4 separate regions of the Pan troglodytes genome follow, and regions 1, 3 and 4 are each linked to region 2. Evidence: chromatin contacts called from public Hi-C and HiChIP or PLAC-seq data. All regions are on one chromosome and are shown on one strand. The core of a region is the stretch at or near the end of the contact, and the rest is flanking DNA. Distances in the headings are between cores, read along the strand shown. Region 1 holds the start of LOC112209458 (large ribosomal subunit protein eL30-like). Region 2 holds the start of ZSCAN31 (zinc finger and SCAN domain containing 31). Region 3 holds the start of ZSCAN16 (zinc finger and SCAN domain containing 16). Region 4 holds the start of ZSCAN9 (zinc finger and SCAN domain containing 9).

Region 1 (2,700 bases), core at 124-2,623, 150 kb after region 2:
AATACTGACATTCTTCTTTCCTTTCTCAGGAGGAAATGCTTTAGTACTAACTAGAAATGTTCTATGGAATGTATTTGTAAGTTTTGTTATATCTCTAAGAGACACTCTCACTCTCCTTCCTTTTTCAAAGATGGAATCCTTAGGCAATAGTGACTGCTTTAAAAGTTAGCATTAAGATAATAAATGAAAATTGCAGTAGAGATATACAATTAGGCTGAAAATGCCTTAAGTAACCCATACGGTTCAATACCCATAATGTTGCATATGTAACTCTTTATGATTTTATAAGTACCTTTAAATTTTTCAGGCAATGTTTTTCTATAGCCCTCAATTAAATCTTCAATTGTTTCCTCAATGGGGAATCCCGCTAAGCAAAACTTGTGAAGGAATGAAAATTTGCATGAGAATGAAGCCTGAATCAAATAAATCAACTAACAAATTACATTCACAGCCAAGACAAGTGTTACTAAAGAAGCAGAGAACAGGAAAGATCAGAGGGAATTATTGAAATGGCTGGTGAATACGGAATGAATTTGCCAAATAAAGTGCTTACCATATCATTTGTGATTCCTGGAACAAAAGGCTTGCCATGCAGCCGACGAGGATGGGATTCGAACCCATGTGTGCAGAGCACAACGGATTAGCAGTCCATCGCCTTAACCACTCGGCCACCTCGTCACACGAAGAATCAACAAACTGAATTTCTTCGTCTGTGTAGTGCTCCCAGTGAGTCTTGTAGAAACATGATCTAATCGTTTTTTCCTGGTTTAATCCCCATAACCACAGTCTGAGTCAGGTGTCTTAATTAAGACGCATTTCACAACCACCATAAAAATGACGACTGTCACTTAGAGTAGTGAAGTTACTTGGCAAATATCTAATAATAGGTTGAACCAGTGCTGGCATTCATTGGTAGACAAAAATCACCTGCTTTTTTGTTGACCCGGCTCCAGCTGGCCGCCCTGTATGCCCCTCGAGACACGCTGGGACCTTCCCCGGGTCCTTCTGCCACTTTATTCTGCATTCAAAGGGTTGATTTGCTTCCCGATCTAAACTTTGTCCTTAGATTCCTGTTTTCTGTGACGTACCAGAAACCTGACTGTAATTCCTTTTCATTTGCTTCTGTAATATGCCCGAGGGCCAGGAGATGCCCTCCTTTCTCTTTTGTTACTTTCTCTAGGAGTTGGTGTTGATCAGTCTATGATAAATCAGCAACAGGTGAGAACATGTTTTTTTTACAAAAATTAGAGGCGCGCAGGCACCCCGATGGCACTCCTCTTGCTTTGGTTAGGACAGTGAAAGAAAGAAAGTCTTTTTGTGTTTAGCAGAAGATTGGCTCAGTCCAGTTGCTACCGACACTGGGAAGGGCCTGTGGGGTGGGTAACCCCCTGGTGCGGGAGTCAGGATGCCTGGTCCTAATTGTGGCTCTTAACTAAGCCCACTCACTAAATCCAACCCAACTTGAGAAGCAGAACAGTAACCCCTAACGTTCCTTCCAGCTCTGACAACCTCAATTATAAAATGATCAGCAAGAAAAGAAGCCTGAGGCTGTGTGCGGTGGCTCACGCTTGTAATTCCAGCACTTTGGGAGGCCAAGACGGGTGGATTGTTTGAGCTCAGAATTTCGAGACCAGCCTGGGCAACATGGAGAAACCCTATCTCTACAAAAATTGCAAAAATCAGCCGGAAGTGGTGGCCCGCACCTGTGGTCCCAGCTACTCAGGAGGTTAAGGCGGAGGATCGCTGGAGCCCTGGGGGCGTCAAGGCTACAGTGAGCCCTGATTGCCGCCATTGCACTCCAGCCTGGGCCACAGAATGAGACCCTGTCAAAAAAACAAACAAACAAACAAACAAACAAAACAAAAAACAAAACAAAAAAAAAACTGGAAGGAAGGAAGGAAGATTCTTACACTCGTTAGAGTTTGTGTGCTTTTTGATATTTGGTGCAGAATTTTGGAGGGGAAATTTTTCTTTTCTACCAGAAGAATGTTGGTGCTTTTTTTCCTCCCTGTGAAATGTCCTATCTCTGTTCTCAGCTTTGTTGGGAGAGGCTCTTTTTTATTCTCACACCTGTGTTAAACATTAAAACCACCCAATGTCCACCAAAGTGGAATACTTGGTTAAATAAATTATGATTAAGCAAAACATTAAAGTGGTATGTGATTATTAATAGGAATAATGCTGTTCTATACATAGTAGTTTATAAATATTTTCCCACTTTTTTTTTTTTTTTTTTAATGAAGTCTCGCTCTGTCGCCCAGGCTGCATGCAGTGGGGTGATCTCTGCTCACTGCAACCTCCACCTCCCGAGTTCAAGCAATGCTTCTGCCTCAGCCTCCCCAATAGCTGGGATTACAGACACATGCCACTATGCCTGGCTAATTTTTGTATTTTTAGTAGAGACGGGGTTTTGCCATGTTGGCCAGGCTGGTCTCCAACTCCTGGCCTCAAGTGATCCGCCCCCCTCGGCCTCCCAAAGTGCTGGGATTACAGGCATGAGCCACTGTGCCCAGCCTATTTTCCCACTTCTAAGTTTTTTTAAAAAAAGGCAAGTTGCAGAACAGTATGTATAGTACGGTTGTTTGTTTTAGATGATAGAGAGTTTAGATATTTAATGTTGGTGAGGGCCATTTAGCTTCAGGCTCAATTTTAAGAAGGTTCTAAACATAGACTTTTCATATTATCTTTAAAGAAGTATTA
Region 2 (2,700 bases), core at 1-2,500:
CAACTTTGGAAGGGAGCTGAGCTCCAGTATTCCTCGACAGAGAAGCAGTTACTAACTGCATATGCTGCCCTTTAGACTCGCGACAGCCTGGCAGGATGGGCTACAGTCGTCGCGCGCATGACTTACCCAATAGCAGGGTGGGTATGCTCATGGGTAACAACCCACACACTGGGATGGCACAGACATCCACTTTTGTAAAGTGGGGTGCTTAAGCCTACTTGGAACAGCAAAGTATGCTAACTCAAGTCCCTTAGAAGCACAATTACAGGAAGTCTTAGGACCTACAGTCCTAATGCAAGAGAAGGTTATGGGACCTGAGGCACCCCTAGATCCTGAGCCTTCACCTTTTAAGGAAGGGCATTCCCGCATTCCCAATGGGGCATGGTACACAGATAGGTCTAGCCAGGGTGCTACTGCTACCTGGACTGCTGTTGCAGCCCAGCCTAGTACCAACACCCTATGGTTTGATACCAGGTATGGACAAAGTAGCTAATAAACTGAACTCAGGGCAATGTAAATGGTGATCACCAAGAAGGTGACACCTATGGTAATCTGCACTGATAGCTGGGCAGTTTATCAAGGCTTAACCTTGTGGCTAACTACCTAGAAGTTATAGAAGTGGCTAGTCACTGACCCATGTAGGGCCAGGCCATGTGGCCAGATCTATGGGAGAAAGGATGACTTCCTCCAACCAGGTATGGGGACAAACAGTAACCTGTTGTTGCCCGCCCCAACACCCTAAAGGTAGGGAAGCAAAAACCCTGGATTAATATATAAAGCAACACTGGGGTAACATCACCATGTAGTGATTGCTCACTATAACCTGAAATTATTGCTCCCTGTATTACTGTGGCCCAAGTGCCCAGAGCTTATGTGCCAGGCTTATGTGTCAAGCCTCTATGTATACATTGGGCCTGTGTGCCCAGAGCCTATATGTCAGACTTATGTGTCAAGCCTGTGTGTATCAGCCCTGGGTGCCCAAAGTTTATATGTCAGGCCTGTGTGCCAAACCTATATATTGGGCCTGTGTACCCAAAAACCTATGTCTCCCTCGGCCAAGGGGGTGGAGTGTAAGGTAAATGGATGTGCTTTGGTCAAGAATAGGCCGAGGCAGATATGCAGGCCAGCGTGACTCAGCGAGTTTGGAACGCAGGCGCACCACTCCACTTGTTATATAACCTGTTTGTGTAAGCTCATACTTGGCTTACAGCCACTATTGTCTGTAAATGGTATAACTGCCCTGCTGACGCTGTACATAGGACTTGTGCCCAGAGAGAGAGAGAAAAACTGCTGATCCTGTAAGAGAGAACTGGCCATCTTGCAGACAGACAGAGGTGAGCCAGGAATTAACAAGTGTGCCAAGGAGTACAGCTGTAAGTGTGGGAGCAGCAGGAGCCACAGAGCCGTTTGCTGAGAAGGGCTGCGGTCGGAGGAGGCAGCCGAGACAGAGGCAGACAGTGTGAGAGCTGCAGCAGCTGCTGCTGAATAAAATCATATTTTACCTGCCTACAGCCCCGAGTGTTCTTTCAACTACCTGCCACCCATCCAACAACTCCCCTCGGACCTCAGTATGGACTGGAACCTGACACTTGGCATGACAGTGGTAAGTACCATATACATGTTGGCTAATAGTATAATTCACTGGTCTTTCTTTTTTTAAATAAGAGTAGGCCTGGTGGTTCTGTTCTTGACCTTTTCTTTTCTCTATCCACAGTCTTCCCCAGAACTATCTTTAATCACTCGCAAGGTTTTAACTTCTATTTCTAGGCTGTAGACTCCTGATCCCTATCCTGAGCTGCCTTCCAGACAGTCCTATATGGAAATCTTGCAAACAAATCCAATTCAATATGCCCCAAATCAAAGTGATTTTCTTGCTTCCTAATCTACTCCTTCCTCAGTATGGTATTATCTAGAAACAACAGCACCAGCCATCAGGTTTCGTCAGAGTCATCACTTTGTAATGGATGATTTCTGTATTTTAGGAGGGAAAAGTAAGATATTCTGAAAGACAGCCTATCCCAGAAGCCATGAGACCTGGGCCTGATCTAAGAGGGAAGGGAAACCTGAGATTCCTGTGAACCAGCTGGGACTAGATTTTAAACTAGAAGTGAGTGACTGCAAAATTATTTGACTGGACTCGGATGTCAGTAAGTCCCTCTTTACTCAGTGGAATGGAGAGGCTAGAAAATGTAAGGCTGGGCTGGGCGCAGTGGCTCACGCCTGTAATCCCAACACTTTGGGAGGCTGAGGTGGGCACATCATGAGGTCAAGAGATCGAGACCATCCTGGCCAACATGGTGAAACCCCGTCTCTACTAAAAATACAAAAATTAGCTGGGCGTGATGGCATGCGCCTATAGTCTCAGCTACTTGGGAGGCTGAGGCAGGAGAATCGCTTGAACCCGGAAGGCGGAGGTTGCAATGAGCCAAGATCGCACCACTGCACCTGCACTCCAGCCTGGCAACAGAGCAAGACTCTGCCTCAAAAAAAAAAAAAAAAAAAAAGAAAAGAAAAGAAAAGAAATGTAAGGCTGGTAGAGGTTACAAAGGGAAAAACAATTCCAAGTCCGTATCTTCCTGAACCTCTATTCCTCAGTCCAACTCTCTACAGTTCAAAGGATGGTAGGGAATAGAAGGAAATTAGGAAACTGAGAGAAGCCATTGATTGTCACAAATGAAAAGTACCAGAAAATACTTCCTC
Region 3 (2,700 bases), core at 29-2,528, 240 kb after region 2:
CTTCACACCTGCTTTCCAGGTTCATCAAGCTCTCTCTCCAGATCCTCCAGTACCGTCACTGCCTCCTCTCCAGTCTCTGGATGGTGTGCATGCACCCATGCTTGCAGGTCTTTAGGAAGAATGCTCAGGAACTGTTCTAGCACCAGCAGGTCTAAAATCTGCTCCTTGGTGTGGCATTCTGGCCTCAGCCACTGACGGCAGAGCTCCCACAGCTGGGTAAGAGCTTCACGGGGTCCAGGTGCATCCTGATAGCAGAGCTTCCTGAAGTGTTGTCTATAGAGTTCCCTCCTGTGAGGACTGCACTTTTGTGAGCTGGAATCCTGTCGCCAGTAATGGTCCTCTGCCTTAATTATCAGAAGTCCTTTTTGGTCCTCAGGTTCCAGGGCTGTGGTCATTCTGGGCTTTGCCAGGAGATTTATCCTCTATATGGGATTGAGTCAAAGAGAATCTCTTAGAATCCTGCCTCAGAGACACTCCTAAGGCATAAAAAGTTGTTACCATAGAGAAATTACAAAAATTTCTGTGAACATAAACACATCATAATGAAGCCAAGCCACCAGAAGTCAATCAGAGAAAACAGTCTTATAGGAAGCTGAAACAAAACAAAACAAAACAAAAAACAGTGACGCAGGGATATGATTTGAATCTGTGCTCTATTGTGTAACTTAGAGGAAGTTATTTATCTGGACTAGAACTACAGATCCTCAGGTACAATTCTCATGTGTGTTACTGGGTTGATATACAGATTACATGAGAACGTATGCAACGTCCCTGGCATGGCAGCGGGCACTAGTAAGCACTAAATAAATGCCAAGTATTATTAACGGCTTTGTTAAAAGGCTTTTCATTCTGTTACCATGAGATGCACGGGCCAGCTTGTGCCCCCAGGATTCACTGGTTATAGGATATGTGTGCCAACCCTGGAAGGGGATCAGACAGATGCCTCTGCAAAGGAACCCGCAACCAGTGTCCCCCTTCCACCCATCCTCTCCCGGAAGGTTGGGCCAACTCCTCTCCTGTAGATCTGTTGGGGGACGGAGGGAGGGACAGGAGTGTTACACTCTGCCCGCGACAGGGAGGTGTGGGGAGGGTGTTGCTGCTGACCACAGCTGCGCCTTGTCCCCTTTTCTCCACCTGGGAGCCGGGAGACACTCACCTTACGCGCAGGGAGGAACAGGTGCAACAGCTAGCGTCCTTTGGACAGCCCCGAACAAAGACTAGACTCAAAGACACCAATCGGCGCCCGGCCGCTTCAGCCGGGCACTTCCGGGCCGCTCTAGGAAGCTTCGCCTCTGTGGCAGCTTCAGGGCTTGCCTCCTCGGCCCTAGCCAGTGGAGGACCCGGCTTTTACGCCTCGTATTGATGGGACTGCGGGATCTGCGAGCAAGTCTTATTTATACTTCTTTAAAACGTTTTTCGGTTTAATTATTGAGTAATATGGATAAGTAATGCATTCACATACATTTATTAAAAAGAGTAAATGTCCCCCAGCGTCTAGTTTGACAATATTTTTCGTGACTTGTATATCCTTCCGTAGATATATTACACCGTTATAGATTGTCCGCGCTTTTTCCCCTCTGCACAAACAGTAGCACTTCTGTACCTTTCTTATTTTTCTTTTTACCAAGTGGTCTTGGTAAAGGCTGTACATAAGTGTTTCCTTGATCTTGCTCTTTTTTAAACAACTGCACGGTATTCAACTGTGTATTATGTTCTATAATTTGTTAATAAGTACCCCATTGGTGGTCATGAGGTTGTTTCCAATTCTTCTTTTTCAAACATTGCTGCAATAACTTACTGTGAACTCACATCATTTTTCATGTGTAAGGATATATCCATAGTCTGTATGTCTAGAAAGGGAATTACTACAGCATAGAATAGGGAAATTTGTACTTTTGTTAATGCCAAATCACCATAGAATCTACTAGCAGTATTCTTATTTACCTATACTTGTCAACACAGTGTTATAAAATATTTTGATCTTTGCCAAACTGATGGGTGAAAAATGCTCTTAGTTTTTTACTCCCTCTTCCCCTTTCTTACACAAATATTGATTTATCTACTATGCCAGGCACTATTGTGGAAGCTGGAACTAATTTTGAGCAAAACAATGCTCTTCCTTTCATGGAATTTATAATCTTGTGTGTGTGTGTGTGTATGTGTGTGTGTGTGTGGTGGGGAGGCAGGCAATAAACCAAAAAATATACATAGTGTGTAGACGGTGGATATCAGTTCTAAGGAGAAAATAAAGGAAATAGGGAATTTGGGGTGAGAATGAAGTGATGCAATTTAAATAGGATATTCATGGAGGACCTGACTAGGAAACTGACATTTGAACAAAGATTGAGGGAGCTGAGGGAATGGGCCATCAGGGATAAAGATGTTTCAGGGAGAGGGATAACAAATGCAAAAGCCTGGAGTGGAGTGTGTTTTAAGTATTTTGGGCAAAGGAAGGATGCTTGTTTTTCTGGAGCTGAGTGAGCAAAAGATCGTTGGGTGGAGAGATAGTGAGAGCCTTGGGTGAGTGCAAGGGTATTTTTACTCTAAAATGATAAAATGATAAGCTACTCAGTTTATTTTCTTTTCTCTTTTCTTTCCTTTTCCTTTGTTTTAGGAGATGGGTCTCACTCTGTCACCCAGACTGGAGTGCAGTGAGTGGTGCGATCATAGCTCACTGCAGCCTGAAACTCCTGGGCTCAA
Region 4 (2,700 bases), core at 44-2,543, 130 kb after region 2:
CAGATACAAGACTATATTTCATCCTCACAATTACCCACTGAGGTTTTATTATAATAATTATTTCACTAGATAAGAAATGGAAGCCAGGGAAAGTTAAGTAGATTGCCCAAGGTCAACTTCTTTTTGAGGACAATCCTAAGAAGCCAAAGAAGCCCAAGTTTTCTCCACAGACGCAGGAAGCCCCTGAAACCCATGGGGGTGTTCCCAAAATGTGTGTCTCCAAAATGTCAGGAAGCACAGCGCAGCAGCTGAATTCCAGCTTGAAAGGCCCTATGGCAGACATCTGGGGAATCTGAATTGGGAGGTGGAGAGAAGTACAGGGAGACCCAGAATATGCCCTTTAACGGGCTCCTCAGTGATTTGTATGTATTATAAGGTTTGAGAATCAATGAACTAAGGAAAAGGGAATCGGGAACTGCTGCATTCTGCGCTTGAAAACCAGTCCATTCAACGCCCCTTAATTTGCTTTCAGAATCTAGAGGTAAGAGGATATACAGGTTCTCCATCGTGAAGGCTGCCAAAGTCTTAATTGTCCTTAACTTCCTCTCCCGGGTGTTTCTTTCCCTGAGTCCTAAGCCTGTTGTCGTTATTCACCGAGGTGACCCTTCAGCCTCGCAGTCCTCCTACAACCCTTTCTTGTACAATGTCCCCACAGCTGGGGATGACCACTCTGGTCTAGGGGACGCCCGAAGCCGCCCGGCACTGACCGCCGCCCCCTCCTCCGGCTCCCACTTCCCAGCGGCTGAGGTTCACTTTCCACACCCCTTTTCCAGCCCCACCCTCCCTGACCCGCCTCCATTCCCGGTCCTCACAGCCAACTCACGAGACCCGGAACGCGCAAGGAGGGAGAGGGGGTTACCGGCCCGGCGTTGCTAGAAGCGCGGCACGAACAATGGCCGGGCAGGGAAGAAAGATGCCGACCTCTCCTCGAAGGCGGACGGAGCAGAGGCACTTCCGGGCCGGTCTAGGATTCCATGTCTCGATGTCCGGCGTTCACCTTGCTTCGGACTCAACCCCCAATTTCCTGGCGTCCAGTTCTTTTTCAGCAGTGAATCACATAACCAGAATGTCATACGTGTGTGGGCCGCACACAGGTTTTAAACGGAAAACGTTGTTGAAGCATAGACCGTTAACTATTGAAAATGCTGATTTTTAAAAGCATTTTTAAAATTAATACATTATTTATGGTTTAAAAACCCTCAGACAATACCAAAATTAATAAAGTAAAATGTCAAACCCCACCTACCCCTCCTTAGTCCCACTCCCCGAGGCAGCCACTGTCACCGTTAGCCTGGAATTTGTATATCATTGTGATCCTCTCTCACACACACAATGGCATTATTTTATATTTAGCCTTTTCTCCCCCGCTTATTTTAACGTTTTCACTTCATGTATCCTAAACAGCTTTACTCATCATGTAAGTCTAACTTATTCTATGGGTGCATAACAGTCCATAAAGCAATTTATTTGTCCAGGCCCCTATGTATTCTTTATTTAGGCATCTGCCTGCGTGCTTGCCTTCTTTCCTCCCTCCCTTCCTCTTTTCCTACCTTCCTCCCTCCCTTCCTGCCTTTCTCCCATCCTCCTTTCCTTTTCTTTCTTTCTTGTTTTTGTTTGTTTTTTGGTTTTTTTGCTGTAAAAGTTTTCTGGAGTTTTAGTGATAATAATACAAAATCAAACCAAAACCAATTAAATAAATTTGTCACCCAGGCTGGAGTGCAGTGGCACCATCATAGCTCACTGCAGACTGCAACTCCTGGCTCAAGCAATCCTGCCTCAGCCTCCTGAGTAGCTGGGACTACAGTCACATACCACCATGCCCAGCATTTTTTTTTTTTTGGTGGGGGTAGAGACCAGGGTCTTGCTTTGTTGGCCAGGCTGGTCTCTAACTCCTGACCTCAAGTGATCCTCCCACCTCCGCCTGGCAAAGTGCTGGTACAGGCATGAGCCACCATGCCCAGCCTTAAATAAATTTTATTGGTACAAAAGAGCATAATTGTAGGTACTGTTAGTCATTCATCAGTTTTACTATGCCAACCAGAATGATGGTGTCACGTAGATTAAACTATATTCTGTTTGTTTTAACAGAATCTTATCATTTATTTTATTAAAGCAGTAAGAAAGTATCTTGTGTGTTAATGGAGGCTCCATGATCTGTTTTAACTCCAAAACGGTAGTAGCTCGGAAAATTTCTTTATTATTTTCCTCAACCTAGCCTTCTGAGGGCATTAAATAAACCCAAGCTTTATGCTTTACTTCTTTTTCTTTCAAATATCCAGTAAGTATATAATCAATAAGAGCAGTAACATGCAGAAAATTTGCTCAAAAATCCTCATCACTTTTTCTACCATACCATGTTCACTTGCAAATCCCTCATTACAAACTTTCCTAACAAACTATGAAATGAGAGTAAATGCTCAATTTCTCTTGGACTTGAATAGACTGTTTAAATATGTTATTATTTTCCATTTTGTATGACCATCTGTGACAAGTAAATGCAATTTAATATTTGTATGAAACTTCTTAAATGTCTCACTGGCAGTTGGTTAGGGTCTCTCACTGGTTTATATGTGCTTGCTAAGTGGGTCAACTATAGGGCTCAGGCAGGCTCCAGCCCAGAGTCAAGTGGGCAGCACGTTGGACTTCACCATGGTTAGCCCTGAGAGAGACTGGCTTTCATTTGTCTGTTTCCGGGAAGAT

The links. Hi-C and Micro-C count contacts between places; a contact is called where the count stands out from the background. HiChIP or PLAC-seq counts read pairs in DNA pulled down with a chosen protein or histone mark.
Region 1: a contact with region 2 is called in a Hi-C map of stem cell-derived neural progenitor cells, with 2.7 times the contacts expected there. The contact joins the promoter of LOC112209458 here to the promoter of ZSCAN31 in region 2. A contact is called at or near these places in 2 of 7 Hi-C or Micro-C datasets (blood and stem cell-derived neural progenitor cells).
Region 3: an H3K4me3 HiChIP or PLAC-seq map of stem cell-derived excitatory neurons shows a contact between it and region 2, with 12 times the contacts expected there. The contact joins the promoter of ZSCAN16 here to the promoter of ZSCAN31 in region 2. A contact is called at or near these places in 3 of 7 Hi-C or Micro-C datasets (blood, induced pluripotent stem cells and stem cell-derived neural progenitor cells) and 1 of 1 datasets of contacts at active chromatin or transcription factors (stem cell-derived excitatory neurons).
Region 4: an H3K4me3 HiChIP or PLAC-seq map of stem cell-derived excitatory neurons shows a contact between it and region 2, with 5 times the contacts expected there. The contact joins the promoter of ZSCAN9 here to the promoter of ZSCAN31 in region 2. A contact is called at or near these places in 1 of 7 Hi-C or Micro-C datasets (blood) and 1 of 1 datasets of contacts at active chromatin or transcription factors (stem cell-derived excitatory neurons).

What each region holds. Positions count from the first base shown.
Region 1 is chr5:34,146,154-34,148,853 of NHGRI_mPanTro3-v2.0_pri, reverse strand. It overlaps LOC112209458 (large ribosomal subunit protein eL30-like), which reads right to left and starts at 1,373. Exons shown (of 3, transcript XR_010157937.1): 1 at 554-1,373. TRNAS-GCU (transfer RNA serine (anticodon GCU)) reads right to left here and starts at 678; the gene lies at 597-678.
Region 2 is chr5:34,300,882-34,303,581 of NHGRI_mPanTro3-v2.0_pri, reverse strand. It overlaps ZSCAN31 (zinc finger and SCAN domain containing 31), which reads left to right and starts at 1,250. Exons shown (of 4, transcript XM_016955100.4): 1 at 1,250-1,334; 2 at 1,513-1,603. The coding sequence starts at 1,571. The region is part of intron 1 of ZKSCAN3 (zinc finger with KRAB and SCAN domains 3); the gene reads right to left.
Region 3 is chr5:34,056,394-34,059,093 of NHGRI_mPanTro3-v2.0_pri, reverse strand. It overlaps ZSCAN16 (zinc finger and SCAN domain containing 16), which reads right to left and starts at 1,278. Exons shown (of 4, transcript XM_009450707.4): 1 at 1,157-1,278; 2 at 9-422. The coding sequence starts at 395.
Region 4 is chr5:34,166,087-34,168,786 of NHGRI_mPanTro3-v2.0_pri, reverse strand. It overlaps ZSCAN9 (zinc finger and SCAN domain containing 9), which reads right to left and starts at 1,293. Exons shown (of 5, transcript XM_009450713.5): 1 at 813-1,293.